Linked DNA regions of Mus musculus: region 2 is linked to region 1. Evidence: chromatin contacts called from public promoter capture Hi-C data. All regions are on one chromosome and are shown on one strand. Each heading gives the region's core, a stretch centred on a gene start, on an enhancer-like site or on the middle of the called end of the contact. The rest is flanking DNA. Distances are from core to core; before and after follow the strand shown. Region 1 holds the start of Kiss1 (KiSS-1 metastasis-suppressor). Region 2 overlaps Atp2b4 (ATPase, Ca++ transporting, plasma membrane 4).

What was found. Promoter capture Hi-C pulls out the DNA fragments that hold promoters and counts their contacts.
Region 2: a contact with region 1 is called in a promoter capture Hi-C map of liver, with 2.2 times the contacts expected there. The contact joins the enhancer-like site here to the promoter of Kiss1 in region 1. A contact is called at or near these places in 3 of 39 promoter capture datasets (liver, maxillary cranial neural crest and pre-B cells), 1 of 15 datasets of contacts at CTCF or cohesin (embryonic stem cells), 10 of 484 Hi-C or Micro-C datasets (B cells, embryonic stem cells, pancreatic cancer cells and 1 more), 2 of 115 datasets of contacts at active chromatin or transcription factors (both in embryonic stem cells) and 1 of 9 other capture datasets (embryonic stem cells).

The regions. Positions count from the first base shown.
Region 1 is chr1:133,324,030-133,330,196 of GRCm38.p6, reverse strand. It overlaps Kiss1 (KiSS-1 metastasis-suppressor), which reads right to left and starts at 2,985. Exons shown (of 2, transcript NM_178260.3): 1 at 2,857-2,985; 2 at 475-841. The coding sequence starts at 2,947. The coding sequence ends at 552.
Region 2 is chr1:133,710,800-133,716,966 of GRCm38.p6, reverse strand. Atp2b4 (ATPase, Ca++ transporting, plasma membrane 4) reads left to right here. Exons shown (of 20, transcript NM_213616.4): 18 at 355-462; 19 at 1,737-1,913. Among named protein-coding and RNA genes, the nearest start is that of Mir6903, 13 kb to the left of the region's middle. Within about 2 kb of position 3,891, at least 36 of the 459 cell types and tissues checked have an H3K27ac peak or open chromatin away from gene starts, as enhancers often do. A contact at or near this core is called in liver, where this site is marked.

The DNA of each region.
Region 1 (6,167 bases), core at 1,736-4,235:
GATGGTTGTGAGCCACCATGTGGTTGCTGGGATTTGAACTCAGGACCTTCAGAAGAGCAGTTGGTACTCTTAACCACTGAGCCATCTCTCCAGTCCCTAAAGATTTTATTTTTAATTAATATATGTCTGTCTGTCTGTCTGTCTGTCTGTCTGTCTGTCTGAGGGTGTGGGCATATGAGTGTAGGTGTCCAAGAATCCAGAAGAAGGCTTTGGATCCCCTGGAGCTGCAGTTTCAGCTGCCTGGGTACCGCTGGCTGTTGGGAAGACTTCTCCTTTAGAATTGCTGCAAGTCCCCTCAGTGGCCGAGTTTCTCCAGCCCCTTGATTTTCAACAGAACGGGACATTCCTTAACTAGTAGTTTAAAAAGCACCGACTTTGGCACCGAGGACATCTTGAAATCAGAAAAGAGGCAACTGAGGGAGAAGAGGACCTGTCCCATCTCGCAGGAGTCAGGGGAAAAATAACACACTGTAAGACGGCAGCATTGCTTTTATTGCACAAGTCTAGAAGCTCCCTGCCTTGGCCTCTACAATCCACCTGCAGCCCAGCACTCAGCCCCGTGCTGCCCGCGCCGCCTGCCTCCTGCCGTAGCGCAGGCCGAAGGAGTTCCAGTTGTAGGTGGACAGGTCCTTCTCCCGCTGCACCAGCACCGCTCCGCGGGGCGCAGGGATCAGGCGACTGCGGGAGGCACACAGGGGCCGCTGGCGCCCCGCGGGGCCCTCAACCGGCGGGCATGGCGACGACCTACGAGCGCGCAGCCCTGCAGACCCAGGCTTGCTCTCTGCATACCGCGATTCCTTTTCCCAGGCATTAACGAGTTCCTGGGGTCCGGACTGCTGGCCTAGGACAGAGAGCACAGACAGGTAAGGCTGGGACAGCAAGGTTTGCTTTGGCCACCGGCTCAGACTTCCCGCCCCATCCGATGCTAGGTCCTCAAACGCAGAAGTTCAACTCTGACCTCAATGTGGAGCCAGGTTTAGTTTGGGTGCCTGGGCTGTTTGCTTCTCCCTCTGATAGCTTTGCTTTCAAGTGCTTGCCAGAATTCTACTAAATAAGTTTATAAAACTACTTCCTTTGAGGAAGCAAACAGTTTGGAAAAGAGCAAAAGGAGGGACCGCTCTGGCCCTTGTCTGGGCAGTCTGCCTGGTCCCTCAGTTGAGTGTGTCTGGAGTCTGAGCCAGCAGTCCAGCAGCCCCTGGGCATGAGGGACAGAGGGGATTTACTTTTCAATCTCTAAGAATGCTTGAAACAGTCAGTACCCCTGCACATAGTATGGCTCCAATACGTGCTCATTAAGTAAAAGCTAATGGAAATCTTAGAGTATCAGTAATTTAAAAAACAAAACAAAACAAACAAACAAACAAACAAAAAATGGACCCAAGGCCATTGTGTCCCCACGCACCTATGACCTGACTCCAGTCTTTGAGGACAACTGCAAATGCATACACAGTATTAAGACTCTGTGATGACCAGACATTATCTACATTGCCTTAACAGGCACACGTCCCCCAGACCAGGCGCAAGGCTCTCCTTTGTTGGAGGCTAGGAAGCCTCACTCTGAAAACACTTCACAGACAACAAGGCTCATTCATTCTCCCTCTCTTTCTTTCTCCCCCCTCCCTTTTTTTTCTTTAGTAAAACAGGGCAAGTAGCTCTGCGTACACAATAAGGCTAGTCAATTATGGTAAGAGATTAGTAAAGAAGAAGCCTGGTGAGAGGGTGTGAGTGGGTGCTGGGGCGGAGGATGGCTTTGAGCTTGGCTCCTCCATACCCTGGCACACTTTGGAGGTGAGTGTGGCCGTGATCCAAGATTAATAATAATAGACTAGGAAGTCCCTCTTACCTTCCCTGGGTAAGTGGTGTGAGAGAGAAGATCCCAATTCCACACGCAAACCTCAGAATAACCTGTGGCCAGCAAGGGACAGTCGCCACTGTTTCTGGACAGAGATGGGGTTATTCCTAGCCCTGGGATGATGACACGATTGGAGAGTGTCTGGGGCCCTGTTCTCATTGTTTTGCTTGTGTGCAATGATGTCAAGTTTGCAGGATGTGTCCTGCCTTCCATGACTAAGATCTTGTGGTCCAGAAAGGCTAAGCAAGATCTAATATGTACAGAAATCGAACAGCCAAGAAGAATTCAAACCCACACCCTGACTCAGAAGCCATGATGCTCTTGGGGGGTACCCTGGCACCTGCTAGGATCTGTCAATACTTGGCTGAGTACCTTCGGGGAGCATGTTACCTCTTTGGGCTTTAGTTTCTCTAGCTCATCAATTCTCTGAGGGAGCCTGCAATGTTGATAGGCATTAAGGTCTGTCTGGGTGCTGAGGGTTTTGTTGTTGTTGTTGTTGTGGTGGTGGTGGTGGTGGTGGTGGTGGTGGTGGTTATCGTCTTGTTTTTTTTTTTGTTTTTTGTTTTTTTTTTGTCTTGAGACAATTTCTCTGTGTAACAGTGCCCTTGCTGTCCTGGACCAGGCTGATCTTGAACTCACAGAGACCTACCTTCCAAGTGCTGGGATGGGTTAAAGGCTTGTGTTGAGGTTTTTGGGTTTTGTATTTAAGCCCCCTTTAGGGATCTGAGGTCACAGATACAAGTAACTTACACACTAAGATCCTTCCCAGCATTCATAGAGAGAACTTGGGGGTAAAGCAGAGAGCACAGCAGGAGAAAATCACAAAGGGGTTGGGGTCAACAGGACCCCCAACTCTAGCTGAGCCTCCAGTGCTCACAGCAGAAGGGCCTAGACCAGCCCTGGGTATCTCTCAAGTGCAGAAATTGAACTCATGTCAGTAGCCTGGCCATAGTCTGAAAAATACAGCAATGACTCTCTTGGCCCCCTTATCGGACAGTGCGTACCTGTGGATCCAGGCTTCACTTTTGCCAGCGGCTCCCCATAGGTGGCGACACAGAGGAGAAGCAGCAGCTGCCAAGAAGCCATTGAGATCATTCTGGGAGGAAGGGGCAGGTCTACAGTCTCCTTCCAGGGACTGAGGACAGAGAGAGGCAATGAAGACCAGGTCAGAGTTCGTACTTCACCAGAGCCTAGGTCAAAGAGAGAGAGCCTGGGGGAGAGGAGAAAGCCCAGTGATCAGAGATGGCCAGAAGGATGTACAGAAGCCAGGCCCCAGGAAACAGGACTGAGGGATGGTGGGAGGGAGGGAAAATGGGAAGGGTGTGATTTGGTGGGAAGGGGTGAGAAACTTAGGCTGGATGACGGTAGGGGTCTGGGTGGTAGGTTTGCAGGGGAGGGATGCTGAAGGAGAATAAAGTGCCATGCATGGGCTGGCGGTGGTGGTGCACGCCTTTAATCCCAGCACTTGGGAGGTAGAGGCAGGCGGATTTCTGAGTTCAAGGCCAGCCTGGTCTACAGAGTGAGTTCCAGGACAGCCAGGGCTACACAGAGAAACCCTGTCTTGAAAAAAAAAAAAAAGTGCCATGCATGGGAATGGCCAGGGAAGGGGAGGTGGGTGAGGTCAGGTAGGAGTGTTCGCGCTCTGAGGTTCAGCTATTCTCTTGGGAGCCTGGAACCAAGCCTTTGTGCTGGGTCTTATGCTCTGCTCTCCCACGTGGTATCCCACCTTCCTCAATCTGGACCTGTCCCCACCCCCCACCCTCACGCCCCCCATGCTATACTAGAAACCAAATTTCTTAACTCTTCCAGGAAAAAAAAAAGGAAGAAAGAGGCAAGGCAATCATCTTGCACATTCTCGCAGCCCTCCGCAGCCTTGGAGACCGTCATCAGATTGTCTTATTGCCTATAATTCAAGACAGGAAAAGCCTTTCTCTCACCCAGTCCATCAGTTGTTTCTATTTTCGTGGGCTTTGGGAGATTGTGGACTAAATTGGCCTCATCAGTTTGACTGCTGAGAGGAGCCTGACCCTCATCTAGTCACGCGGCCTTAGTCACGTGGCCTTTCTCCTCTCCTGCTCCCCACTCGGCCCCACGTCTCCAGCTCCCAAGTCCAATTTCCCTTTGAAAAAGTCAAGCATTTTGAAACTACCCAACAAATGGCATTAAGTGCCCTGGTGGCGGGAGGCACAACAGGTGGAGCCTAGGGCTTCAGTTCAAGGACAGGAGTGTGGAATATCCTTGTGACCTGTGGTAGGCGTGGTTTCTCAGCACCTTGCATCCTGCCATTGTGTCTCCAGTTCTTGCCCTGCTACCTGACTCTAGACTCACACACGAATCCTAATTTAAATGCTCCAGCTCAGCCCTCATCCCATGAGACATAAGCAGGCCACACCTATCTCCGGGCAGCATCGGTTATCCGGGCCACCAGCTGCCTATTCATGTGGCTACTAAGACTAGCAGACTAGGATTCTGGGACACCCCAAAAGCCAGACACTTTCTGTAGAAGCCCTAATGCTTGAATAGAAAATACAGTAGAAACCAAAGCCAGTAGACAGTCTTGGTTACAAGGACCAGGGTTTGGAAGTCATTGCTGGAAATATCTACATACCAGTACGGTGTAGGTGCTGGGGTGCTGAGGCTGCAGAGACGCCCTGATCTCAAGTCTAGTGTAACAAGTTGACTCATAGGCAGCTCATATGAGTGGACCATTCCAAAGTAACACCAGACCCATGTTAAAATGCAGCTGATCCCAGCACTCGGAAGGCAGAGGCAGGTGGATTTCTGAGTTCGAGGCCAGCCTGGTCTACAGAGTGAGTTCCAGGACAGCCAGGGCTACACAGAGAAACCCTGTCTTGAAAAAACAAAACAAAACAAAACAAAACAAAACAAAACAAAACAAAACAAAACAAAACAAAACAAAACAAAACTGCTGCTGATGGCAACTGCGGAGCCTGACCTGAAGGGTCCAGGCTGGTGATGGCACCCGAGCCTGTGTGCCAGCAGAAGAGGGCTCTCAAAGAACACCCACCTCAGGGGATCTGCCTGGACTGATGCCAGGGGGCTGCTGTATACAAAGCTAGAGCTTCATATGGAGAGAAAGCCATCCCAGTTTATATCCCAAGGGGGTCTGAGGAGAGCGGGAATGTGTCAGCATGCTCTGTAAATGGCGCCTCCTGGTTTCTCTAAACAGAGGTCACGATGAGGGAGGAAGGGGAGGGGAGGTTGGGAGGTTGGTGATGTTGACATCTGCCTCTCTCCCCTCTAGACTCTGCCCTATCATGGACAGCATTTCTCAAGTGTACCACAGGAAAACTGCCTGCTCCCAACACACTGTTACCCCACATCCACACACAAACTGCATGCAAACACACTATATATAATGATACGACATGGACTGGTGAGATGGCTCAGTATATAAATGTGTTTGCCACTACGCTTGACAATCTGAATTTAATCCCTTGGAATCCACGTGGTAGAAGGGGAAAAACCAACTCCCAAAAGTTGTCCACTGAGTCCCACAGGTACTCACACACATGCTCACACACATGCACAGAGAAATAAATTATAAATAAACAAATGTCATAATATACAAAACACAAACACCTCACATAGATACCACACGTATCCCACAAGCAACACACATGCCACATGTACAGACACCCCAGGCCCCAATAACTCTGTTGCTTATTCCAGAGAGCACTCGATACATGAGAATTGAACTGTTTGAAAATAAAAAAGGAACACCCTCCCTTCCCCACTCCCACCACCTCCCAGTATGTGAGAAATCAGAAGAGGCTTATGTGGTCTGTCATGGACAATCTTTGTGGTTTCTTTCACCCTAGAAGCTTTTACATCTAGTAAACAACAGAGAAATTCTAGGCATGGTCAGAAGGTTTTTGAAATAAGGTGGCTCCTTCCAAGGGTATCCCTCTACCCCCAGTTCTTTGCAAGTTTCTCACAGCATATGTATGTAGTTAGTTTTGCATTGGGGGAAAGGCTCAGATAAGCCCTGGTGAGCCATGAACCCCAAGGGCTCCCCCAGATCCCTTCAGGTGTACCCACAGAGTCACTTCACTACATTCCCTCCTTATACAGCAGAAGTGGGCTCTGGGAATACCCAGTGTCTTGTCTTTAAGCACAAGACACAAGCCAGCTTCTTCTCCCTGGCATCCCCGGATGCCATCTTTCCTTGCCCTCTGCTGCCCTGATGCTTCAGTTGGCCTTGGGTGGGAGGCCTGCTTCTCCAGACCCTCCCTGGGTCAGGGCAGTCCCAAGTCTTGCAAGCAGTGTGCCTACCTTGACTGGGTCCTGGCTT
Region 2 (6,167 bases), core at 2,642-5,141, 390 kb before region 1:
ACATGCCTCGCACGCGCTCGCACACACACACACACACACACACATGTTCCTCTTCTGCATGCCTTCTCTCTGTCACACACTAGCCTACATCACAGGAAGCCTCCAACTTTCTCTGTTCCTGCCAGACCGTATATTAATCGCTGTCATGATACTCATAGCCATCCATCACATGATTCCCATTTGAAGTGTTCTATGAAGATTGTATCTGTAGCCCTTCTCCACGTCTGCACTTCTTTCCTGTTCCACAAGAACATTAGGACTTGTGCCCCAAGAGCCCTGCAGGGGGCGCTGTGGCCCTAGCCACCCCGGAGGTCTTGGCCTCCCCGTGGCAGGCCGTGCTTTGCTGTGTTTCAGATCATGATTGTTGAACTGGGAGGGAAGCCCTTCAGCTGCACAAGCCTGACCATGGAGCAGTGGATGTGGTGTCTCTTTATAGGGATTGGAGAACTTTTGTGGGGTCAGGTGAGTGTGGGGTGCCCTCTACAGATCCCTAAAGCTGCAGACCCCAGCTCCTTGTTTCACCTGACCCAACCTTCCCCCTTCCCTCCATCACAGTTTCAAGTTCCTTCTGTCTTGGGGTGCCAGGCTGGAGTAACCATTGCCTTCACTTCAGAACTTAGGTTCTCTGTCCCCCATTCTTAGAGACTGAAAAAAAAAAAGCGTTTTGAAACAAAAGTGGAAATTTTCCATTAAAAAATAAACCTAAGGATCTTTAAAAAAAAAAAAAGGCAAAAGCAAAACGCAAAAAGCAAACGTCGTGCTGACGATGCCACAGTCTGACCCAGGGCTACTCCACTGCCGTGGTGCTGCTGTAGTTCAGAGCTTTCCCGCCTCTTCTCTGCTTCACGGTGGCTGGTTGAATGCCCAGCTCCCACTTGAGATAAATCAGTCCTACAGATGCTCCAGAGAGGAGGGTGACACTCGGATCAGCACAGCCTCTGGAAGCCGCTGGGGCTGGAATCACCCTTCTTCTCTTCACAAACTTTAGTAGCCATGGGCAAGTTCCTTAGCCAGTCCATTTATTAGGGATCTCCACATAGGATAACAGAGTGATCATTACTTGTTGTTAACTAGTGAACGATTATTGAACCAAAAACATGACAATACCTGTTATAAGTACTCAGTGAGTGTTAATACTAATTGCGACAATGTCATCGTAGCTTTGAGTTTCATCCTTCCCTTAATACCATGCTTAGTTCTGGCCTGGACTGTTCTCCGCAGATCTCAAGTCTATACTGAGAATCCCCTAGTGCCGCTTCCCAAGCTAAAAGCGGGATTAAGGAAGGGATGAAAGTCAGCTTAGCTAATTGTGTTCCAATTCGTGTCTCAGTCCCTCCACCCCACATGTACAACGCATTTCTCTCCCAGCTCGATTTGCCCTTGGCCCCATCTTCCTGATGTGTGCCTGCTTTATAGCTCTGTTCAGTTGTCTTAAAAAAGACAAAGATCCCACTGGGAAGGAAGAGTCAAGACGGAGACAGAGTGTGAGTGTAATGAAGTGGCTGGGAGATTACAGGAATCAAGTCCCCTTCTGTGTGTCCACAAATGCTGGCACCTTCCCAAGTGCAATCAACTGGAACAATGGGTTCATCTCCTGGGCAGCTTAGTGCTTCTTGGTGCTTCTCAGGTGGGAAAGGCTTGAGGCTTAGGAGCCTCCCAAGGGCCTGGCTCAGGCCAGCTAACATCTTTTCTTCTCCAATGTGGCTGTTGTCCCCTTTGGCTGTGACTGCTCTCAGGTCATCTCTGCAATACCTACCAAGTCTCTGAAGTTCCTGAAGGAGGCTGGCCACGGCAGTGACAAAGAGGACATCAGCAGGGATACTGAGGGAATGGACGAGATTGACCTTGCCGAGATGGAGCTTCGCCGAGGCCAGATCCTCTGGGTCCGTGGCCTGAACCGGATTCAGACTCAGGTACTCTGTGGTGGCCTGTCCTTACCCTGGGAGAAGAAGTCTCCCCATCCTGGGAAAGGGTAGGAAGGCAGTAATTCCTGGCAGTCAACACCTTTACCCCTTTCGTAAGGCTCACTGTTCAAGCGCAGCCTGTGTTCCTTAACTTCAGGGCCAACAGGGCCAGAGGTCTCTGGGGGATTCCTCTAGGAGGGACTAGTCGGCAGACTGGACCATGGGCCAACAGACTGGACCACGGTCCCCGAGTTCCTCAGCTGTGGTTAGCCCTTCAACCCATCGCCACCCCCACCCCAGGTTTGTCAGTGGAGATGTCTTCCCACATAAGGTCTATTCCAGTACCAGCCACGACCCCAAGATAGGGACTGTGTAGTCCCTTCCCTGCCCTGATGGAAGAACTAAGAGGCCCTGATTTTATAACACTGGAAGGAAAGCCAGCATCCCTGACTGGTCGAAGTGAGAGCTGTTATCTGGGGAGGTCTTTGTTAAAGAAGCTCACCTTCTTCCATTGTTCCACCTTGATGCAAGGCCTCTCTGGGGCATCTGATGATTAAGTAGCTATAAACAGCAGTCTCTCTGTGCCTGATATCTTTGGAAGAATTCAGACTGGCTTCCCAAAAAGGGAATTTCTGAAACAGAGTACAAGTGAGTCCCCTGCTTGTAGCCCTAACCCCATTTCCCCCGACTTCCATGCATCGCTACTGGGACAGCTTCGGAGACCCCTCAACCTTTTATGGTTTTAGTCCCAAGATTCCCAAACAAACCGTCAATTCCAAGATCTTGAGGGGACTGTCCTGAGCAAGACCTGTTTCTTCCCCCTAGTTGGCGAGAGATCAAAATATTTCACTTTCAAAAACTGGCCTTTGGCTGGTTTAGAAAATTGCCTGGCCAGCCTCCCCCTCCCCCATCCCCTTTAGTGTACAGGGAAGACAAGCTAATTCACATTTTAAACTGCTTACCTGGTAGGAACTGCCTCCCACCCACCCCCAACCCCCCAGGAAGACACCAGGTAGAAAATGGGCAAGATACAGGTCGTAAACCCTGGGCTCCTCTCCTCTTTTTCCTAGGAAGGGAACTGAATCCTGACTTACATATATCACCTCATGATAGCAAGTCCCCACCTCTGCCCACCCCCACCCCCACCCCCACTGAGTCCCTTGGGTGCCCGTAGAATTTAGCACCTTGACTTCCATCTCTTCAGGTCTGCTCCTTTCAAAATAACCTCTTTGCTTTTCTTCCCTTCAGGGTCCTCTTCTACTGTGTGTTTGCTTTTTTTTTTTTTTTAATATTTATTTATTTATTTTGGTTTTGTCCCTGTTTTTTTCCTGGCCAGGATCCCCTCCTTCCAGAGCCTCCTTGCTTCTTGCCAGTCTTCTTTCTGGGGAGCTGAGATTCATGGCTCTTCCTTTTCCTGCACTCCCAGTTTGCATCCCCTTTCCGTACCTCTCCGATCTCCACAGCACACATACCTTCAGGCATACCTCTTTCCCTGCTAGAATGGAAGGGAGCTGGGCCAGATTGACTTTAAAACCTAAATCTGAGGCCAACCATGTGGTGCACATCTAACAATCTTCAGGAGGCTGAGGTGGGAAGATTCCTAGTTAGGCCAGTCTGGGCTGTGTAGCTAGACCCTACCTCAAAAAAAAAAAAAAAAAAAACAAGCAAAAGCCTAAACAGCCTCCAACAGCAGCCTATTGAAGATGCCGCTGATAGGATCCATCCACAACATTGTAACTGGCACCTAACTGAGCAAATGAGACTGAGTGTGCTAACTGCATCTTCCATGTCCAAAGCCCTCCCACCCCCATCAGGAGGGATTTTGTTCAGTCTCAGGAGGATTCCAACAAAAGCCCTTACAGTCTGGCTGCTGGTCCCCAATTGCAACACGTGGGGTGGGAGATGTTGCCAAGTGACTGCCCAGTGCTGGCTGGGATTTCCCCCTTCCCCTGGCTCTAGGCATTTCCTCCCTTCACCTTTACCCTTTAGTTTGGGGGAGGAAAAAGCACTAGAAAGCAAACATTTGAAGAATTAAAGGGCTGGACTCTTAGAACAGTAAACTCAGAATGCAGTTTTCATTATGTAAGTTGGACCCTGTAACACTCTAAGCTCCTAGGAAGGAGCCTCTACCTTCTTAATGGGACTGAAATCCGCCCCCTAAGGGCAGCCCTCACCTCCTACAGCCTCAGCCAGCAGGCCACTGTGTGGGGAAGCATTTTTAGCTCATACTTGGTCTCCACCCCTAAGTATTTCATGGCTTCTCCAGAGGCTCTGTTTACAAGAACAGGAGTCTGACTCAGGAGAAACCTTCCTTCTGGGGATGCAGTCACAGAATCCCAATCGATCTCTGAAAGATAAAGGAATCCCTTTCTATTTGCTCCTTATTGCTTAGGAGTCAAGGAGAAGGGTGGTAGATTGATTAAGACCCCAGATCATTGCTTACTGCGGGAAAGCGATGATATTAATTGCCTCCATCCCTAAGAAGGAGAAAGCGGAAAGCCAGAAGGCTGCTGTGGTAGGCGGGTGGGGGAGAGTGGCAGCAGCGGCAGCCTCCCAGCGTCGCCAGCACCAGTCTGCCAGTGAAGGTCTCCAGTGCTTAAGTCATGAGTGAGTTTCAGAATTGTGCGTCATGTACCAGCAGAATCCTAAGCACCACTGCAGCTGGAGGAAGCGTCAAAAAAGACACCTCCTCCAAACCAAGCCACTCAACCTGGCAGTCTTTTCACCAAGGCCACTTGTGTGGACTGCTATACTGCCCATCTTCTTTACACACGTGTTAACTTCCTGGGAAATTTGCAAAAACAAACAAACAAACAAACAATTAGTTGACTTAGTTGGTGTAGAGGCTCTTGGGTCTTACATTTCACTAATATGTACTTAGTTTCTGGTATGTCAAATTGCATGCCTTATTTTTAATAGTACAGGTCAACATAATGAAAAAGCTACCTGTTACCATTGGGGAGAAGTTCTTTTGTGCCTGTCCATCCTAGGCTACAGGGGAAAAGGAAACCCAATCCTAGCTGGGTGTTTGAAAATCCATAGCAAATTGTTCCTTAAATGACAATGACAGTGTGGTTTGCAATTACTGCCCTCCCCCGCCCCACCCTCACCTGTTGCTCTGGGTTTAAGGGAATAGCTCTCTTGATCTCCTACCCCTCTCCCCAGCCCTCCTGACCCTGCCTTCCTCTTCCTTCTCTCTGACTGTGGAGCAAAGCTGTCTCACTCTCTGATTCTTTGCAGATTGACGTAATTAACAAATTCCAGACGGAAGCCCCCTTAAAGAGAGTCCGAGAGAACATGACTCAACACCTTGATGTAAAACTGGTTCCTAGCTCCTATTCCGCAGCAGTTGCATCACTCAGAACTTGCCCCTCCATCTCTTCTGCCATCTCTTCTGCAGTTACATCTCCTCCTGTGGGCAGTGAGTGAGAGTATGTTACAATGCATGATTTACTAAAGCGACCACAAGAGAGCACGTGGCATCCACTTTAACCAACCATGGTTACTAGTGCTTTTCGGGTCCCCCACCCACCCCTTTGATCTTTTGACTTAAGGGAAGAAAAGAAAAAAAAATTCTACCCTACCCCAGCTAAAACCAGGCTGGATACCCTGGTTTCATTTTATTGTTTTTTTTTTTAATGTTGGAAAGTTATTAACCTTAACTATTTTAAAGACGATAACCCTGTTTTCTGATTGTTCCTCTGCATTGCTCGCTGCTTCTTTCCTTGAGTTGCTTTGTTTTGTTTTTCTTTGTTTCACCCCGTCCTGCTTTGTTCCTCCCCTCCTCTTCTAACTCCGCCTCTTCAGATGTGACATTAATTCCACCCCCACCACCCCCCCCCACCACCCCCCCCCCGCACCCCACAGGACTAGGAACTCTGTGTACTTAGGGGTGAGGGAGCCTCTGCCCAGGGGATGCTTAGCCAGGGTCTGTCCTGATGGAGCCAGTACTGAACTGTTCACTGATAACAGTCTTTTTGGCTACCAGTGTACTGTTAGCTGGCAACAAAAGTTGTAACTTAGATTGGAAAGAGGAAGTCAGCTCAACGAGTGGTGTCTTACCTCTCAGAAATGACCTTAAATCAAACTCTAGTTCCAGAACCAATTAGCGCACATACAACCCAGCTGTCGGAGGCTAAGGCAGGAGGATTGTGAGTTTACGCCCTCCCCTCCCCACTTCTCATTGTTTCGTCTAGTTTGATTGTCCAGCTAGCCTTTGTATCATACTTTGCATATTCCGTTTTAGGAAACCCTGTCTGTCCA